Regions from separate parts of the Drosophila melanogaster genome. Here region 1 is linked to region 2. The links are chromatin contacts, called in public HiChIP or PLAC-seq maps. All regions are on one chromosome and are shown on one strand. The core of a region is the stretch at or near the end of the contact, and the rest is flanking DNA. Distances in the headings are between cores, read along the strand shown.

Region 1 (6,758 bases), core at 2,475-4,974, 140 kb before region 2:
GGCAACAAACGCATGGCCACGTGGAGTGCTGTTTAATTATATTTTGAAAGGCCAGGCCATGGCTGTTGAGTAGGATGCCGCTACTTAGGCACATATCCTTAGTCATTTCCTGCGCTTATCTGTGTGCCAGGACCTCCTGAGGACCTCCGAGGCTGCTAGCCAGCCATTTTTCGCTGCCCTTTTTTCCCCACCGGCAGTTTATTATTTATATTTTTCCTCCTTCTGCTCTCCACGCCTTTATTTATTCTTTTCTGTGCTGCTTGTGAAAAATTTATGCATGTCCTTGCTTATTTATGAGCAGCGTCGCCGTCCTGTGCCACGTTATCTCTGCTCTTGGCCGCAGTTTCATTGCCAGACTCGGCTCAAGAATAGTGCCCCTGCTGTACCAGCTGAACCAGCTGTCGCAGCTGCTGCGACTCCAACTTGGACTAACTCAGCTTCTGCTGCTGCTGCTGCTGCTCCTGATCCTGATGCTTTTCCCCAAAGGTTGCTCTAATCAAAGGCGCTGAATGAATCCTTTGTGAGCGGCGCAGATAAAGCGAGTGTACAACAACTTCCCCCAAAAGGGGGACGTTGAGTGGGAGGCAGGAAACTGATGGCGTTTGGTCCTGGCGCTATTGGTGCACTGCCAGGATGAGAAGTGGCAATGTAGACATGGCCGCTGGCAAAACATTTTTAACCTTTTCAGCTGGCAAAAAGGGAGAAGCTGCTCGGCGCGGCGCGCATAAAAATTTACATGTCCCCAGGGCCAAGATTAAGTATACTACACAAGAAGACTGCGGAATATTCAAATCAAGACGCAGAAAGTCATAAAAATGGCAGCCTAGAAGAGGCAGGGCAGGGGAATTCGAGAAAAGGAAAGGAAACCAAACGAAATGCGAGCAAATAAATTGAAAGAATTACCGCAGCAGTTGATTCAAATGAAAGGCTGGGGACGGGACAAAACTTGCGGGACAGGACAAACAATTTGCTTGCGGTCATAAAACGAAGCGCGAAAATGAGTTTCACTCGCTGGACGAAAACGGGGGGAAAAAGGATGGGTGGGAAATTGTATCGAGGGAGTACTTTACTTACCCTGGCCTGGGCGCCATTCTGTTGATTGTTCCGATCCCGTCGATTGACAGTCTTCAAGCCTTTCAGCAGCCGGGCCAGTGTGGTGCGTTTCTTTGTCTCGCGGCCCTCTGAAAGTCGCGGGGAAAAATCGGCATAAAAAGGACAGAAATTGAATTAGTGTAAGGAACTCAAGTCGGCGGCTGATGTACATCATTTTTGTTTTATTTTCAAACCCTGGTAGGGAGATATAACTTTCCTAAGAGTTTTATAGTTTAAAAGATTATTTTAAGTCAAGTAAATAACTACGATAAAACAGAAAGCATTCAAACTCTGCTGGGATAGTGATTACATGCTACTTCTGCTATTTATCTATGAAAATTCATTAAAGTTCTTCTTTAAAATTCTGACCTCATTACAATTGTGCTCTACATTTACTGCAATTTCTGAGCGGCCCTTTCATAAATAAATTAAAAAACTAAAGTCTAAAGATTTCCTTTAAACGTTAAGTACAAAGCTTATCACCTTTACACAAAAGCTTTAGAAATCGTCTACCAGGATAAGAATTTTACTTCTCTGGACTTTTCAACTCTTTTCAACTTACCAGCTGTCGGTGGAAATTCGTAGAAATAAGCTGAGCGCGGACTCAGGCAGCTGAATGGAATAGAATAGAATTTTTATTAGCACTACGATTCAATGGAGAGCGCTCGAAATATTTAAATCCTTTACTCACTTTTGCTGCACAAAGTTCAAATGCGCGACATTCGGTGGCAGGGTCTGATGCTGATGAGGTCCTTGCTGCTGTTGTCCTGGCACAATTGGTAACTGTTGCTGCTGCTGTTGCATCTGCTGCTGCTGTTGCTGTATGCTCTGTTGCGTTTGCAGCGTCTGCTGCTGCAGCAGCTGTTGCTGTTGTGTTAACCCTCCTCTGGCCACGCGGGGTGCGAAGACGCCATAGCCGAATCCGTAAATCTCATCCTCCTCCTTGTCGGACAGACAACTCGAGGGCTGTAAGGTTGGGGAATGGAAAATTAGTCATTTTATTGGCCACTCTTTTGGGGGGTGTTAAAACACAACTACAACTACATGCAAGTGAAAGTGGAGAACGCAAGCAAGCAAAAAATATTTACACAATTCTTAGCACACAATTAAATAAATTTATTCGCATACAGGCTTAATGGTTTTTTCAATTATTTCTTTTCAAGCAACGCCAACATCAATTTCATTTTTCCAAAAATTCTTCGTTCATATTGTTGGTTTTGTAAATATTTTCCTTAGGGGGCCGCTAATGGAGTCATTCATTTTTTTTTTTTTTTTTGTGTTGGTGATTAAGGAGGCGGGAGATTGGGTGGGTGTTTGGTTCGTTCCGGGTCATCATCATACATACCGAGTACTTTCCGGGCACATAAATGGGCTGGCTATGACTATTGGGCAGACCGGCGCCGTGCATCGAATGGCCACGATGGCCATGCTGCTGGCGGTGGTGCAGTACGCCGCTGCTGCCGCCGCTGCCACCGCTGGCCGCCCCACCGCTGCCGCTGCCCGTGCTGCCGCCAGCCCCACCTGATCCGCCCACCACCTGGGCGGCACTGTGCAGCGGACTCCGCTCCGCCCAGGCCGCCTGGCGCGCCCGCTCGATAGTTGCCAAAATGTCCCCGAAGGGAGCCATTAGCAATTCGCAATAGACGGATGCCAGGCCCTCTAAATGGCCGCGTTGTCCATCCTGCAAAAGAGCGAGAAACGAGCAGCAGAGATCGGTAAGACACTTGGCCAAGTTCTATTTCGTTTTTGTTGTTGTTTTTTTTTTTTTTTTTTTTGCTGATGAGAGTTGGGGGTGGGTATGAATGCTATAAGGTGTGCGAAGGTTACAGTGGGGCTCATTGGATGAAAATCGGGTGAGACAGAGTGGGTGGAAGATGCGAAGAGCTAGAGCGGTTAATGATGCTACATTGATGTTGGCGTTGGATGGGGTCTAGTCACCGGGTTAATAATGCAAGGGGTTAATTCGCTTATCCGGTTAGTTAAGAGCAACCATAACCATAACTAAGCTACAGGTTATTCCGGAACGCAAGGGTAAATAGGTGATGGGGGATAAATATCAATTTCATAGGGCTGCTTTAATGTCTTGAAAGCGAAAATAAATGGTTTATATTTCAAATGATTATATATATATATATATTTCCACATAATTAATAGTTATTATGGCTACGCATTTTGGCTTATAAAACGCATTATCGGATTTGAGCTTAAGTGCACCCCTGGTCATAATTAAATAAATGCCTATATGTTCGAGTTCATATGTTTGCCTACAATACGCCGCTCAAGTCAAATTAGTTGCGCCAACTGCTGCTGCCAATTGCCACAAATAATTGAGTCTGCCCCGGGGAAGGTAGACGAGGGGGCAGCGTAACTAAAAGCCCGTGTGCCAAACATAATGCACTTAGTCTGGGCATAAATTATGGCACCCACACACACACACACACTTGACTGTGTTTACAGCTCTCGAAGCGATTTCCCTCATTTTCCTCATTCGGTAGGCAAAACATCTCGGGCCTGATAAAATTTGTTAACAAACTGCCATGTTAAATTACACAAAACAAAGGCACTCCGCATTCACTCACACACACACGCAGACAAACGCACACAAAGAGAGGCACAATGGGCTTCCCTTACGCACTTTTTCATTGCATACCTGCAGGGGCAATTTTGCAGGGCGAAAAAAAGTACGGAAATGACTGGGTAACTGGGCGGGTGGTTAAAAATGGGGTCTTGGATCGGGCCGGAGTGTTCCCGACTACCTTGACATTTTGAGTGGCGCTCGGGGCAATGTTAAACGCTTGACATTGTTCCACGACTTCGCTCTGTGCCGCGCTGGCATCAATCAAATATGACACGCATTAAAATATCGCCCGATTCCTGCCGCTGCCACATGACCCCTGCTCCCAAAATGGTGCCGCATATCCTGCCCGATTTTACCCGCCTCATGTGGAGCCACCATGGGGAAATTGACAGGCTTCAGCCAGCCACCTGGCTACGGATTTTACCTGGGCATCTGCTGAGCCCCCGTTATGGGTGCGCTGTAATTTGACGGATGAAAAATACCTGCCATGGTCTTCTATGGGCCTTATTATACACTCCTTTTTGCTGGCTTAAGCACACTTTTATACCAATTTGAGACCCTAATTGAGTGCTACCAACGAGTCCTTTCCTTTTAGCAGGATAAAATGAAATAAGAATCTTAATAAAGGGGAAGTGAGCATTTCCTAAAATTAGTTTATATTGATGATTTTAAAGTAGTATTTCTTTAAATGAACTTATTGTGACAACTGTCACATATTTCATCCAATCTGATAGGGTATTTAAATGCCCACCTTGATCATTTAGCATACTTTCCTCTCCTTAGTTAAATGAGTAGACCAAGGACTTTCAGGCCAGACATGCGTAGAGTGAAAGAACCCGCTTTGTATATATATTTTGTGCAATTTGCGAGGAAATTGCCACGTTTAGCGTAATTTTTGCTACTTATTGCCTCTTTGACTAGGATGCCAGCAGTGAAAAAGGGAGAGTTTCGAGGCCTTTGGCCATACTGCTACCACTACTGCCAGCCAGAGTTCCATTTTCTTATTTTTTCCTGTCGTTTTTGCCCTTTTTTACGCTTTGGGTAATTTCACAATGAGCCCTCCAGGCTGCTGGCTTGTTTGGCCTTTTCATTAAAGGTTAACTCGCAAAGTGTCAACTTTTGATGAAGGGGAACGAAAGTGTTTCGGCCTTTTATGACTGACAAAGTGTGTTTAATGACCAATTGAAATGGGTACGGGTATGGTTAAGACAGTTGATATGGCCGCAAAATGATCGGATCACCGAGCTTTCCCCGTATCAATCAACATTTAATGTCCTATAAACTGACTCCGTTTTGTAGCAATTGTCTGCTCGATCCCATCTTTCAACAACTCATTATGTTCGTGCCAAAGTTTATTATGCAATACGCAGTTTATGTCCCATGCGGAATCAATTTCATCTCGGTATACGGTTGATTATTACTACATACATATACATATGTACATATGTGTCTACCCACTTCAAAGGTCATCGGAGCTTGTCCAAGTCGTAACAGCAAATTCATAAAGTCATTTGCAATTTGGCTGCCAAAGACTTGAGTGCCAAATGAACGAAAATGGCAACTGACAGAAAGTTTGCCACTGCCAGATGGATTTCGATATAGATATATATATCGTGCTTATGCTCATCGTTATGTGTTTGCGAGCTGAACAAATTCATAAAAACCAACCGACGAGGGCAAAGCAAGCAAAATAACTGTCGCAATAAAATAATTTATTGAAGTTTTGCAATGCCAGCGACAAATGCAATAAACTGCGAACTCTGTCTTGGCTCACATGACGTATGCGTTATAAATTTATTTTCAATAGCTCCTTCGCAGAACCGATCGGGTTGGGAATTGCGCTTGGGATGCTACTACTGCTTTATTGGCAACTCTTGACACACATCGCGGTGCGAGAAAAACGCGCCAGACCAAGACAAACAGCAGGCGAGGCAGCAGCGGCGGCGGCAGTTAGTTAGGGAGCCTGCCAAGCGTCCCAGGACATAGGATGCAGGATGCAGGATAAGGGAGTCGGAGCCGCAGCCAAAGTCGAAGCTGGGATAAAGTGATGTATGAGTTTAACGCCCTCACGTCCTCGCAGACAGTAACACAGCAGCTGAAATAGCGACAGGAGCCAGGGCAAAAAAATATTAAGCGAGGAAATATGTTGCCACTATATTGACAGCATGAATCGAGGGGCGAAAACGAGCGATGGGTTGGCCGATGAGCAACTTTGGCCCAGGATTTTGGCAATGACAGTGTAGCTAAGTGGAAGCAACATCCAAGTGAAGGCAACATCGCAACTTTTTGGCAACGTATTTTGTTATTCCTGCCAGCCAAGCCAAGCCAGGCCAAATGACTTTGTTTATGTGTTTCATGTACATTTCGGTAATCAGCCCGGCACAAATTACACGCCGGGCTAATAACTTTTGACATGTGATTTCGCAAGTGGCGTTAAGTCCACGCCGTCTGTTTTGGTTTGCTCATTAGGCCTGGTCGGAACAACACTCGCTCCTCTGGCTGTCAATTTTTTCCGCAAACTTGGCCAGCCACTCGACTTGCGGCCTGCTAATTGATGACGTCTGTCCAGGGGAAAATAATAAATCAGATTGGATAGAGTATAGGGGATGTAGGACTTGGCGTTGAGTGCTTTTGGATAATTATATTTGAAAATTGGGCTTTTCGCTATCGTTACATATCTTTCTCATGAAGTTGTAGTTTCGTTTTTATTGGAAAATATATAAAGATATTGCAAAATCATGTAGAGCATTCAGAGTCGAACACAATCCATGCGATATTATCCGCATCTGCGCCTGGCTAAATCCGTTTAATGAGCAAACACAACGCACGCAAAATTACAAAAGAAGCTCAGGAGTTGGAGGCAGGGGAGCCACAAGGAGAGGTAGGATTCCTTTCCGCTGCTGGTCAGCCAGAATCTCGTGTTTACACAAGACTTCGAGAGCCACATGCAAACACCAATTAGAGTGACCACAGGGCAAACAAAGGGCATCAATTAAGGGGACAGGGCGAAACCGAGACCTCAGCCTCTTTAAGTTAGCCCATTCCTCGGTCAGTCAACCATTTGGAGTGCCATCAATTGCGAATTGTA
Region 2 (7,498 bases), core at 1,014-3,513:
AATATCGCAAAAGTTGAATCGCAACTAATTTACTAACCCACACTATATTTGCCTAAAGTTTTCTCACAATTGTAAAGGTGAAATAGCATCAGCTGTGAGTCTGTGGAGCTGTGAAGAGTGCTCCTCTCGCTTATCGCATAATTGGTAGCAATGTTGGCTGCCACTTTTTGCTGCGGCTTCTGTGGCAGCAGGAACCATGGAAGCAGGCGATTCTTTCTCGGCTCTCCACCTCGCCACCGTATCCGTCGCATTCCGGAGATGCCGGCAAAACACTTGTCAGCGACTTAAATGGCGCGCAGCTGTGCGGCATTAGCTGGGGAGAGCTGGTAAGGCTGGGCAGCCAAGATCTGGGAGTTGAGAGGAGACCAGCGAGACCAGGGAGACCAGTGGACACACCTCTTAAGGAGGTGTTGCGACCGCTGCTCCAGGAAGTGGGCATCTGGAGGGGGAAGGCGTAGGGAGCACGGCACTGCAAGTCCAGTGGCGACATTTGATGTGATTATTGAGTTATGCCCACGGGGGCAGGTGCCAGGCATATTTCGCTTAATTTTCTGATGAAGTTATTCACCGAGATATGGAACGCAGCGAAAATGTACACGTATTATAAGCACAGATAAGCTACCCAAACAAGCAGGCACAAAAAAAATAAGAGACAAGGTAAAAGAAGGTGTGGTTGTGTGATTTTAAATGACAATCCTCTTCGGTGTCTAAAGTCGGCAGTTTAGGGTTTTATTTGGACACGGCCACGACAGGTGTTTAAAAAACATTTCAAGTCTCAAAATGTTGAAAGCACACAAGTAATCAATGTTTTTTTAATTGACGTTTAATTATTGCTCGAGACAGAAATTAATTGAGTTCGATAAATCATTATGTCGAACTTTCAATATGTCTTTGAATATTTCATATTATGTGATTCTGCATAATTTTCAATTAAAGAATTTATATCAGTGGGTTAAATGCGTGTTGTAATTTTGCACAAGAACTTTCAATTCGAAAGAAGATACGCACTTTTTAAGTGAAATATGTGACTTTATGAGTCATTCTATCTCAAAAAGGAAGTTTTCAAGACATTAAGGAAGTGTTTATACAATTTAAACCAAATGAGTGAAAAATGGACAATTGTATAACAAAATGCAGAGAGGAAGTGTTGCATAAATAATTAACATTTGTCAGGAAATCTGTGGGCAGCAACAACAAAAAGCCGGCCAAGAGTCAGAATTAGAGGGAAATAAGAGGGAGACAGAGATGAAACGAAAACAGCAGGCACTACTAAATCACCGACAACAACAACAACAGCAACCCCGGAGGATGAGGATAGAGTGGAAATGGGAAGGGAATAAAAACATAAAAAAAAGCGGCACAGATTGCCGAGAACAAGAACTAAACACAGGCACACACACAGTTTGAGCACTCCAGCTGTGTAGTTGTTGTTGTTGCTGTTTTTTCGCCGCTCCTTTCTGCCCTGCAATCAATAAAACGGATTAGGAATATCCTTTAAATGCGGCGCTTGGTGGAGGCTGCACACACACACTATCGCACTCACGAAATCTCCCTCACACACACAAAAGCACACACAGGCACACATGGCTGCAAATCTTTTACAATAACACATATAGGAGGAATAGAAGTAGCGGCACTTACTTTTCGTTTTCGTGTTTCTCCGTTCGTAGAGGAAATTAGGAGATGGCAATTGAAGGTGGAAGAAAGGAGGATGGCAAGGAGGAGATGAAAACAAAACCGAAAAACGTACACTCAAACACGCACGCACACGAAGACACGCAGGGCGCAATGATTTACCGTTACGCGACGCGAAAATGCTCACAGGAATGGCTACCAATTTACTCCAATTTTGATTTTGTCACTTGCATCACAAACATTCACATTCGACCCCAACGACCTTGCTGTTCCTCCTACGCGCAACTAAAGTGCTATGCTACAAATGCAATTTAAATGCTTGCTAAATAACTGGGTTTTTTTTTTCGTAGAGGAACACACACGACGTTTCAAATTAACAAATTGCTGCCGGTTGTGTCTGCGTTATCACGATTCCTTGATGGCATGGCTGATGGTAATTGGTTATTGGCCAGCCTGTTTGCTTATTAAACGGCTCGTTTGGCCACCGTTTTCGTTTCGCTCAATTCTCAATCACAACACACTTGCTTCAGTTTTACCGGCTTTTTCAGTTTCAATTTCACGCGAATAGACCGCTCGAGCTGGTTTTCAAAACGACCGGATCTCGAACATTTCGACGACTGACCGCGCGGCGATAAATGCGTTCGTATATATTCGTATATGTTGCTTGCTCCATCTGGCATTTTTAGCATCACAGCCGAGCTCGCGAACGGTCACTCTCTTGGTTCGATGCAACCGATTTAGTTCGAGTTCGAAGGGTTTCGAACTTACGTTTCTTATATTAAAAGAAGTGCACAAAAATTCAATAAATTGTTTGTTTCTATTTATATTTCATAATTAGAAAAGTACAATTATTGTTTACCGTTTTCTTGCCCGTAGATCATTTAAATTTAGCCGCGCCACAATTGCATTCTTATATTTGAAATACGTACTAATTGGGCGAATTTAGTTCATTTAGTACAATTGATGCGCATGCGTCTCTCTTGAAAATTAAATTCTCTCGCATTTACAGTGCCAAGATAACTGTTAAGCTAACAGCTGTTAAGTCTAAGCAATAAATAAAAAAATAGTAAACTGTATAAATATCAGTATTATTAAAAATATTTACATTTATTTCGTTTCTTTTTGTTTTTGGCGGTTTCAGAAACCAATTCAGAAATTTAATTTACAATTTTTATGAGTTCAAGCTTTGAGCGATTTGATTGAGTGGTTCGATTTCCGTATCCAGCGATACAGAGGGCAGCACATGAAGCACCAAAAGCACCCGGGATCACACACACATCCTTGGTCCTGGAACATCCACTCCTGGGGATCTCGAAGAATACAGCCACAAAATTGGAAGATCTATGTATATAGAAAGTTTTGACCGCTCACACGGCGGTGATGAGATGGGCGTCATCCTCGTTGATTCGATCCGACTTTCCATTGACCTCGATCGTGTGATTGGACTCGGTGTCGCTGGGTTCCTGCTCGACCTCCTCATCCGCTTCATCGTCCTCGTCCCCCTGGGAGGAGTTCTCACCATTTTCCTTGTCGGGCGATTCTCGCTCCTCGTTTTCCTCGTATATGACGTCACAGCTGGTGGCTATTGATTTGGGCGGCGGCTTCTTTACCGCTTTTCCACCGCCTTTGCGGTCACCATTTTGTTGCATCTCGGACATTTGAATCTGCATTTCCCGCAGGCGATCGGTGAGCACATACAAATCCCGCTCCTGACTCTCGCATCGTGTCCTCAATTCGGTTATCTCACGCAGATCCTCGGCTCGAGGATCTCGTCTTTCGTATCGCATGCGCATCTCCTCAAATCTGCGCAAAAAGGATTGCAAAATTCCTTAAATATTTACTATATTCACTACTAAACTACCAAAAAGGATAATGGTGAATTCAAGGCGGATGCTGGATACTGACTTGGCGTACAACATCCCACAACACGGACAAGCAAAAGTAAGATAAATTTGTGTTAAAGATAAAAAGAGTTAAAAGGTCGAGCTCTTAAATCCCTTTCCTTTCCGATTTTATTTTTTTATTTTTCAAAATTATATAAAGATAAGAATCTTATATTTTAGCAAAATTCGAAAGTTTCGAATCATAATTCCATAGATCTGTGGTCTCAATCACACTCAATCTTTTAATTAACTTTCCTTAGACTTAGGAACTCGACCTTGGGGAAGATGGGTCAGGGTGGCTGGTGGTTTTTGGGGAATGGGTGCACTTACAGATTGGTCAGGCAGCGGCACTTGCGATGCAGCTGCTCGATCTCGTTGGCGTTGCTGATGTCGCGCTTGTCCAGCGCCGCCTTCTCGGCATCGTAGGCCGCCTTCAGGTCCTTGAGATTGCGCTGGTGCCGAAGTTCTACATCGCTGCGGTTGCGGATGCGGATACGAATGCGTACGCGGATACGGATGCAGATTCGGATTCGGGTTGGGGTTATTCAGGTTATATAGAGTGGTCAGAGGTTGAGGTGGATACACACACATAGCGAGAAAGAGAAAGTAAAATATTAGGAGAATCGCACCAGAAGGACAACGTTTGACAAGCTGCATGCCAGATAAAAACATATTTTTTTTCTTATGGGTTTTGTTCGCATTTCAAACATTTCAATACCAATGTCTTATGTCTAACAAGAGATTTTCGATGATGGCCAGTCTTAAATTTAAATCAAGAATCATTTTAAGCGTGAAAAGGGGGATTAATATTTTATTGGCGCGCTAGGAGGTGGCGATATTTGATATAGATCACTGCGACAATATTGAACACCAAGCATGCAATGGCGATCAGCGGCGACATGGTCAGATATAGCACATATAGTGTGGGCATATACGGCCACGCCCCCTTTGCAAACGCCCACAGGGCTGGAGAGGCTGTCGATCGACCTAAACGCTGATCCATGCTGATCCAATGAATGAAATGTGAAACGAAAGAGAACAGAATACAAGTTCATGTGATAATGGATCGAGTTCAAGGACTCCAATGTGACAAATGTGGCAAATGAGTAGGATGCAGACATTCAATGCAAGCCAATGGATCCTGCTTCAATTTAGTGGGGAGCAGCGGTCAGGGGGCACTATTAAGGTAAGTATGCCCATGGGGCGGGGCATGCCACATTGCATTCACTCACTTGATTCGTTCATCGGCAGCGGCCATTTTTGCGCGATGTCGCTCCACAAGTTCCTGCAACGCCTCCTCCTTCTCCGCCTGCAACTTGGCCTTTTGTGAGTCTGCCGATTGATATAATCAATTATATAATTATATATAATAATAATCAATATACACATGTATCTTTACCCAGCTCCTTTCGATGTGATTCGACCATTTCCTGAGTGGAGAGCTGCAGTTCCTTGGCAAACTCCTCCTTAACTTGACCGAGACGTTCGCGGAACTTCTCCTCCATTTCGGCCTTCTCCGCCTCGAACTCCTTCTGGAGTCGTTCCTCCAGCTCGACACGGCGATCCTCCTCGCGGCACATGGCATTCTGGTACTCGCGATCGGCCTTATCCAAATGCATTCGGGTCTGAAGCAGGGCGTTATCCGAACGTTCGCGCAGGCTGAGGAAATCCTGTTTCTTTTGCTCCAGGCTCTCGTGCAGATCGTCAATCTAAATGATGGTTTATAAAATGCAAATATGCATTCGATTGCAGTTTATCTATAACACTATGAACCCACCTCAGATCGCAGTTCCTCCTCGTTGGCCGTGTATCTGTTGGTCAGGGCCCTCAGCTCCTCGATGTGCTCGTTCTGCAGTTTGTCCAACGCCTCGCGACGCTCGTCCACATACACGGACTCCAGTTCATTTGTCAGTCTTGTCATCTCTGTGCTGAAGGCATAAAAGTTCAATTTGGAGCACTCAATATGATGACTTGTGACTTACTAAAGTTTGTTTTCCCAGAAGGCGGCTGCCTCATTTCGCACCTCATCGATTTTGTAGATCATTTGGCGTTCCTTATCATAGATGGCACTGTAAAAAATATAATCATTACAATCAAATTCCATGGATAATTCCCAATTATACGCACTTATCACACTGATACTTGATCTTGTGCACCGCCTCGATCTGGGCCTCGAGGTTTTCATTGGCCGACTGTAGATCTCCCTTCAGGTTCTCGATGCGATCCATTAGCGTCTGGATGGACTGCTCCTGTTCGCTGACCACGCCCCTCAGCGAATTCACCTGCGCCTGGCAGGTGCGCAGCATCTCGGACTCCCTACGGCGGGACTGCAACTCCAGTTCCAGCTCCTCCGCCTTGGCGGTCGCCTGCTTTCGCTCGTAGTTGGACTTGTCCGTCTTGTCCTTGCACTGCCGCTGCATCTGCCGCAGTTGCCACTCGCAGTCCGTCATCAAAGTTTCCTCGCGCTCTATAATTGATATAAGATATTATTTAATAGCTTTATTTATAATTTATACGCTTGTTTAGAATAATGATTTCTCACCTCGATTGTGTGTCCTGAGCATTTCGAACTCCTTCTGCCATTTGTCCTCGCAGATCTTGCGTTCCGCCTCCGAATTGTCCAGTGCGTTCTTCAGTATGCGTATTTGCTCCTCCAGATCCGTCCGGATCTTCTCCACCTGCTGGCGCCATTCCTCAGCCTCGACTTGGGCACAGGCCAATTGGGTTTGCAAACTTTTGGCCAAACCCTGCGTCACTTTGTACTTCTCGGTTAGTTCGTTGTACTGAGCTTCGAGTTCGTCTGAAAAAAAAGGTTACAAATTTATTTGAATGGAAATTAATTACTCAATAAATGTCATTATATAATCGCGTAAAAACGGAATATTTGAATAATGGAAAATGTTATTATATTATGGTTCAATTAAACGCACTAATTCATCAGAAGCTATTAACCTAATTAATTATTAATTATGCTCACCATATTTGTTTTGGAATTCATCTTGATTTTCGCTGTATTTGTGCCGTAGAATAACCTTTTCATCTTCCAGAAGTTTCAGCTTTTTTCGCACATATTCATCGTCCTTGTGAGCCGCACTCAGTTCACCCTGTAATCCTAAGAAGTTAAAGATATGATTTGAATGGCTCCCAGAATGCTTTCAATATGATATGATACTTACTCTCCACATTCCATTGCTTGACCGACAGCTCCTGCTCCAATTTCTGGATCTTGAACTGCATATCGCCAACCTTGGCCTCCAGTTGGCTGGCATTTTTGTGCGCCTCATCCAATTGGCTGGCAAATCGAGCCTTCTGCTGTTTTAGCTCCTTCCTGGGAAATCGAGTACGAGGATGAGTAATAGTGGGAATAGAAACATAAATCCCTAGACAGTTCAGCTCAACTGTCAGACGAATTTTTCAAACAAATCTTGTCACTGAATAATCCACAACACAAACAAAATGAATCACAAACGTTTTCCGCGCACGCAGCACGAACGGCATAAATAAATAGAAGCAAAGCCACAGAAATATAATAATTATTATTTTTTTATTTTTAATATCCCAGCGCTTTTACCTATAGCTAGACATTGGACTGACGTAATTTGAATGGAAAAGCTCGTTAAACGTGAATGAGGTGTAAAGACAGTGGCAATGTCTTCCTCAACCATAATTTGTTGAGATACAATACGTACCGAGATATAGCTACAGATACGCTGTACGTAGACAAAGATACAGATACATTTTTTTTATATAATATGTATTGGCTTGTGCTTTGTTTTGTTTTGGCTTTTCAACGCAATAATGAAATACGTTTTAATTGAATTTATCCTAGTCGATTCTCGGTTGCTGCGAAAATGCGCAAAGTTTATTTATAAATCAACGTTTTTCCGTCGTTTTCATGCGCGCATTTTGCCAACTCTCAGTCGCTCTCTATTAAAAATACAGTGCGTTTCAATAGTGACAAATTGATGACAAAGGGCTAA

The links. HiChIP or PLAC-seq counts read pairs in DNA pulled down with a chosen protein or histone mark.
Region 1: a POLR2A S2P HiChIP or PLAC-seq map of the Kc167 cell line shows a contact between it and region 2, with 6 times the contacts expected there. The contact joins the enhancer-like site here to the promoter of SKIP in region 2. A contact is called at or near these places in 8 of 107 Hi-C or Micro-C datasets (the PNm cell line, the S2 cell line, brain and 5 more) and 1 of 6 datasets of contacts at active chromatin or transcription factors (the Kc167 cell line).

What each region holds. Positions count from the first base shown.
Region 1 is chr3R:22,273,652-22,280,409 of dm6, reverse strand. SKIP (Shal K[+] channel interacting protein) reads right to left here. Exons shown (of 20, transcript NM_001260304.2): 5 at 2,438-2,773; 6 at 1,784-2,058; 7 at 1,655-1,704; 8 at 1,075-1,181. Among named protein-coding and RNA genes, the nearest start is that of mir-1010, 16 kb to the left of the region's middle. Within about 2 kb of position 3,724, at least 10 of the 39 cell types and tissues checked have an H3K27ac peak or open chromatin away from gene starts, as enhancers often do. A contact at or near this core is called in the Kc167 cell line, eye imaginal disc and larval brain, where this site is marked.
Region 2 is chr3R:22,128,595-22,136,092 of dm6, reverse strand. SKIP (Shal K[+] channel interacting protein) reads right to left here and starts at 2,263. Exons shown (of 20, transcript NM_001260304.2): 1 at 1,642-2,263. It overlaps CG42390, which reads right to left. Exons shown (of 11, transcript NM_206540.2): 3 at 6,695-6,846; 4 at 6,496-6,630; 5 at 6,061-6,318; 6 at 5,646-5,985; 7 at 5,501-5,587; 8 at 5,296-5,446; 9 at 4,918-5,227; 10 at 4,751-4,850; 11 at 2,726-3,438. The coding sequence ends at 3,003.